Linked DNA regions of Mus musculus: region 1 is linked to region 2. Evidence: chromatin contacts called from public ChIA-PET data. All regions are on one chromosome and are shown on one strand. The core of a region is the stretch at or near the end of the contact, and the rest is flanking DNA. Distances in the headings are between cores, read along the strand shown. Region 1 holds the start of Tyms (thymidylate synthase). Region 2 has its middle 110 kb from the start of Il6.

The links. ChIA-PET counts read pairs in DNA pulled down with a chosen protein or histone mark.
Region 1: an RNA polymerase II ChIA-PET map of effector CD8 T cells shows a contact between it and region 2, with 13 read pairs. The contact joins the promoter of Tyms here to the enhancer-like site in region 2. A contact is called at or near these places in 5 of 115 datasets of contacts at active chromatin or transcription factors (the 230-238 cell line, effector CD8 T cells, embryonic fibroblasts and 2 more).

What each region holds. Positions count from the first base shown.
Region 1 is chr5:30,072,042-30,074,997 of GRCm38.p6, forward strand. Tyms (thymidylate synthase) reads right to left here and starts at 1,584. Exons shown (of 7, transcript NM_021288.4): 1 at 1,320-1,584. The coding sequence starts at 1,506.
Region 2 is chr5:29,900,613-29,903,712 of GRCm38.p6, forward strand. No RefSeq gene overlaps it. Among named protein-coding and RNA genes, the nearest start is that of Il6, 110 kb to the right of the region's middle. Within about 2 kb of position 1,264, at least 40 of the 459 cell types and tissues checked have an H3K27ac peak or open chromatin away from gene starts, as enhancers often do. A contact at or near this core is called in the 230-238 cell line, effector CD8 T cells and memory CD8 T cells, where this site is marked.

The DNA of each region.
Region 1 (2,956 bases), core at 334-2,833, 170 kb after region 2:
AAAACTGAACAGTTTTCAAATATTTGGAAAGCAAACTGACCTAGTATATGGAAACAGAATTGTTTACTCCTCGGAATGGCTATCAGGGAACTTTGTGACCTCCACTTCGCAGGTACCCAAAGGAAATGCACAAGTGTCCACAGCTTAAGAGGCAAAGGGGTGGTGCAGGTGAGGCAACCCACAAGGCAAAGTGAAAATGCTCAGGTTAGTGGTGTAGTCTGAGTGAAGGTTTTGCAACCAGAGCACTACTTCCAGCTTTAACATCATCGAAAAGCTGAATGAACACTAGAGAGGTAAAGGACAAAAACAAAACACAACTATACTTTAAAAAAAAAAAAAAAAAAAAAAAAAAACCTGTCCACAGTCTAAGCAGAGGACGTGAATTAAAAGGTCTGTGGTTCATCAGGGTCCACAATTCTTGGGAGGTCCTTTAGGCTGGACCAATCTGTGCAGTAGAAGCTGTAGTTTACAGCTCCAGAAAATGTTTGAGACTAAGCAAATGTCCTAAGAGCGGCCATATCCCCACTCAAAGCTACTCTCTACTCCAGTGTCAGGTTGCTCTTCATGTTTCCTGAATGCCACCATTAGCACCCCCATCCTCAGCCAACACCTAGGAGGTTCTGTGCCCTTCCAGGCCCTGTGGTTGATTCCATCCTTTGCTCCTCAACAGCCTCTTGTTACTCTTTAAAAGCCAAGGCTGCAGCACTTGGGAGGCAGAGGCAGGCGGATTTCTGAGTTCGAGGCCAGCCTGGTCTACAAAGTGAGTTCCAGGACAGCCAGGGCTACACAGAGAAACTGTGTCTCGAAAAACCAAAAATAAAATAAAATAAAATAAAATAAAATAAAATATAAAAGCCAAGGCTGTTGGAAGGAAAAACCCCACAGTTCCCGCCTAAGGCCCGGGTCTCCCCCTTTCCCGCGCAGCCGTAGCACCGCCCAAGCCATTTTCGCTCCAATTTTAAAAGCAGCAGCAAAGGGGAGCAGGAGATAAGGGGAGGAAGAAGAGGAGCAAAGTCAAGACCTCAGAGCAGGATTTGGACAAGCTCCCGCAGGTTTCTTCCCACTCCCTCCCTCTGGGCCGCACAACTGGTTGAAACTGGATTCGGGAGAAAAGGTTTAACAGGGACTAAGGTCAAAGGCAGACCTTCAGAACCTGGTTTACTTGAAGTAGTTGTCACCTGGGTCGCGCACGGGAAGTTTAGGACTCCTAGAACCTCAGAGCCCGGGTTAGGGCTATCCAAGAACGCTCGCCCGGCGTCTCCGCGTGCCCAGCTTGCCTGCCGGACGTCCTCCCGCTAATGCAGACCAGCCCCAGTTACCTCTCAGGCTGTATCGTGCCTGCATGCCGAACACCGACAGGGTGCCAGTGCCCGTGCGGTCCTCCTTCTTGAAGCCGCAGCGCAAAATGTGCTCCACCTGCCTCAGGTACTGGAGTTCTCCATGCCGTGGGGCTTCCGCGCTCAGCTGCTGAGCATCGGACTGCAGCTCGGAGCCAACCACCAGCATAACGGAGCAGTCTGGCAGCAGTGTAGTCAGCGACAAAACCAGGACCTTCCTGGCGCTCTTTTCCTCCAACACCAGCCCGCCTCTTCCTGCTGGGAAACTTCCGGCCGCCAGAATCCGTGGCAGACCCCGCCCCCACGTGACAGAAGTGGTTACAGCTTGCAAGGCAAACACCTGCCCACTTTCTCAAATCTGTATTTACCCTATTATGGCATTAAGAGCCTATAGGATCAGGGTGTGGGGATGCATGCCATTAAATCCCAGCTCCTGGGAGATTGAGTCGGCTAGAGGATCTGGAGTTTAAGGCAAGCCTTCACTTCATAGCAAGTTCAAGGCCAGCCTAGGTACTTGAGACCCAGTCTCAAAAAGAGCCTTTGGCTTATACGATACTTGTACTTGGATCTTTATGTAGTTTGGGAACCACAGTAATTTTGGCTTCATAGAATGAATTGGGTAGAGGACCTTCTGTTTCTGTTTTGTGGGATAGTTTGAGAATTGGAATTAAGTCTTTTTGAAGGCCTGATAGAACTCTGTGCTAAGTCCTGGGCTTTTTTTGTTTGGGAGACTATTAGTGACTGCTTCTACTTTTTTAGGGGAAATGGGACTGTTAAGATCATTAATCTGATCCTGATTTAACTTTGGAACCTGGTATCCGTCTAGGAAATTGTCCATTTCATCCATGTTTTCCAGTTGTGTTGACTATAGCTTTTTGTAATACAATCTGGTGATGTTTTGGATTTCCGCTGGTTCTGTTGTTATGTCTCCTTTTTCATTTCAGATTTTGTTAATTAGGATGTTGTTCCTTTGCCCTCTAGTTAGCCTGGCTAAGGGTTTATCTATCTTGTTGATTTTCTCAAAGAACCAGCACCTGGTTTGATTGATTCTTTGAATAGTTCTTTTTGTTTCCACTTGGTTGATTTCCACCCTAAATTTGATTATTTCCTGCTATCTACTTCTCTTGGGTGAATTTGCTTCCTTTAGTTCTAGAACTTATAGGTGTGCTGTCAGGCTGCTAGTGTGTGCTCTCTCTAGTTTCTTTTTGAGGAACTCAGAGCTGAGTTTTCCTCTTAGGAGTGCTTTCATTGTTCTCGTATGTTTGGGTATGTTGTGGCTTCATTTTCTTTAAACTCTAAAAAGTCTTTAATTTCTTTATTTCTTCCTTAACCAAGATATCATTGAGTAGAGTGTTGTTCAGTTTCCACGTGAACTTTGGCTTTCTGTAATTTATGCTGTTATTGAAGATCAGCCTTAGTCTGTGGTGATCTGATAGGATGCATGGGATAATTTCAATATTTTTGTATCTGTTGAGGCCTGTTTTGTGACCAATTATGTGGTCAATTTTGGAGGAGGGACCATGAGGTGCTGAGAAGAAGGTATATTCTTTGTTTTAGGATAAAATGTTCTGTAGCTATCTGTTAAATCCATTTGTTTCATAACTTCTGTTAGTGTCCAT
Region 2 (3,100 bases), core at 14-2,513:
AGATTTAGGGACACCCCTCATTGCTGGGGGAACCACATGGAGGCTGAGCATCTGCTACCTATGCAAACAAAATGTTTAAATAAGTTAATTAACTTAGGAATTTCAAAGCTGACTAAATTAAATGTAACTAAAAGAAAGAACAACATAAAAAATGTATAACTTGATTGCTTCATGGTAACATACTGTACTAAGTGAATCACATGATTTCCAAAGAAATCTTAAAAGAATATAACACAAACATGTATAATTAAACATCTAATAACTACCTAAAGCAACAAAACCAGAAAAATACTTGATTAATTGAAAAAAAGACTAGAAAGAATGAATGTATGAACAACGAGTAAATGAACAAGTACTATGCCTTTGAAGCATATCTGGCACCAATGGCCACAGATGCCTATGTGATGCTGGTGGGTTTGATTCTCAAACACAAGGGCTATACCAAAATTTGAAGAGCAAAAGAATTTGGCCACTATATAGATAGATAGAGGCTCTCCCACTTACAGTGGGTTTTAAGTGACAATAATCCCATTATAAGTTGAAAATATTGTGATGGCTTAAATAAGAAACATCTCAAAAAGCCTTATCAGTTTGAATATGTGGTCCCAATTGGTGGTACTGTTTGGTAAAATTATGGAACTTCCAGGAGGAGGCGATTTGCTGGAAGGGGTTCTATGAATGGGGTAGGATTTGGGGGTGTATAGCCTTCCCCACTTTCAGTACTCTCTCTCTCCTTTGCTTCCTGAGTGCAGATGAAAATGTGCTCAGCTGGTTTTCTGCTTCTGTTGCTGTGCTTTCCTTGCCTTTTGCCACGCCTTCCCCAGTGTGTTGGAGTATAGCCATTGTAAAGTTTTATGTCATGATATTTTGTCTTATCAAAAGAAATGTAAGCATCACAGTAGAAAATGCATTAAACTCTCCTAACCTACCTAAAGTCATAGCTTAACAATTTCATACTCTGCAGGTATCAGTTGCTTCTTTTATGGCCATAAGGCTGACAGACCGCTGCAGCTCCTCAGGACCAGTCCAGCATCACAGTAGAGTGCAATACTACCTAGCCTTTGGTTGGGAAGAGTTCCAGGTTCAAACATCATTTATTGAGTGAGTTCCACTTGGCACTACTATAAGCTGAACATTACAAGACAGGAACTGTTTGTCATTAAGAAGCAGGATGGGCACAAGCAAGTTACCATTGGGTCTGCTGCATCACATGGTCCAAGTGGTGCAGCAGCTTGCACAGTGACCAGACATGCCTTGATATTGCATTTAACCCATAAAATCCTCCTTTCCACACCATACACATCTTTCTTCAGAACTGTTTATCTTTCTTATGGTTTAGACCAACAGGAAGCGAGAGGGCCACAAGATACACTCACTGGGAGTTGACAGAAGGGATGTGGGTTACCAACCCAGAAAGAGTGAACAGCAGTTAAACTGACTTTTAAAAGTTAGTTGATTAGACTTAATTTAAATGGAAAGGACGATACATCTAAAATCTAAAATGATTGTCTTTCATTTTGGATTCTCATTTGTCTTTGGTGCACATTTTATTTAAATGTATAAATACAGCTGATTATATGTGAAATCCTGGGGGAATGAGTATTCTTGACAGGGCATAGCTTTGTCAAAGACTCCAATGCCTCAGCTCACTGGGAGTGAAGCTCAAAGGGATGGAAAAGCCTCTGGGCTGAATGCAAATCTTGACAGTGTGTGCAGAAATTGTCCTCTGTAGCTTTCTCTCCCTGGAAATTTGTGGCTATACACTGCTCTCTTTCAGAGACGGTTCCTACTTAAATTAGATAAACTTGCCTCCTTGTTATCTGTATGCAATAACCCTGACTCCTTGTTTATCTATGTGCAATAATTTCACCTTCCTGTTTGACATCTTCCAGGGTACCGTGGCTTTTTAATTAGAGAATCAATTCCACCCAACTCTGACTTTTCTGTGTCTGTGTGTTTGTCATTTGTCCATTCCCTCACTGCCACACTCAGGTCAATTTCTGGAGCAATGCAAGGATTTGGTAGCTGGGTATGGTATCATCCCTTTAATACCAGGACTAGAGAGGTTGAAGCAGAAGAGAGAGAGAGGGTGAGAGAGAGAGAGAGAGAGAGAGAGAGAGAGAGAGAGAGAGAGAGAGAGGAAGAGGAAGAGGAAGAGAGAGAGAGGAAGAGAAGAGGAGAGGAGAGGAGAGGAGAGGAGAGGAGAGGAGAGGAGAGGAGAGGAGAGGAGAGGAGAGGAGAGGAGAGGAGAGGAGAAGAGAAGAGAAGAGAAGAGAAGAGAAGAGAAGAGAAGAGAAGAGAAGAGAAGAGAAGAGAAGAGAAGAGAAGAGAAGAGAGAACCTGGAACGCTTTATATATAACATGATGGTTGAACTTTGATCCTCTTGTCTATGCCAGTGATGGTTTGTATATACTTGGCTTGGGAGTAGCACTATTAGGGGGTGTAGCCCTCCAGTTAAAGTAGGGGCTTAAGGAGGATGGATGGTAATTGATGGAGTTTTGACTTATGTCTGACTCACAGTAGGTCCAGTAAGTTCTCGAACACGTCCTATGATCATTTCCCCAGTTCCAGAATGCATAATTGGGATAGATATACTTAGAAATTGGCAGAATTCTCACATTTGGTTCCCTGACCTGTGGAGTGAGTGCTATTATGGTTGGAAAGGATAAATGGAAGCCTTTAGAGTTGCCTCTGTCAATGAAAATAGTGAATCAAAAACTGTATTGTATTACTGGAGGAATTGCAGAAATTACTGCCACCATCAAGGACTTGAAAGATGCAGGGATGGTGGTTCCCATCACATCTCCCTTTGAATCTCCTATCTGGCCAGTGCAGAAGACAGACAGACTATGGAGAATGACAGTTGACGATTGAAAACTAAATCAGGTAGTAACTCTGATTGCAGCTGCTATACCAGATGTAGTTTTGTTACCTGAGCAAATTAACACATCTCCTGGTACCTGGTTCACAGCTATTGATATAGCAAATGCCTTCTTCTCAGTACCTGTCCATAAAATCTACTAGAAGCAATTTGTTTTCAGTTGGCAAGGCCAGCAGTATATCTTTACAGTTTTGCCTCAAGGATATATTAACTCTCCT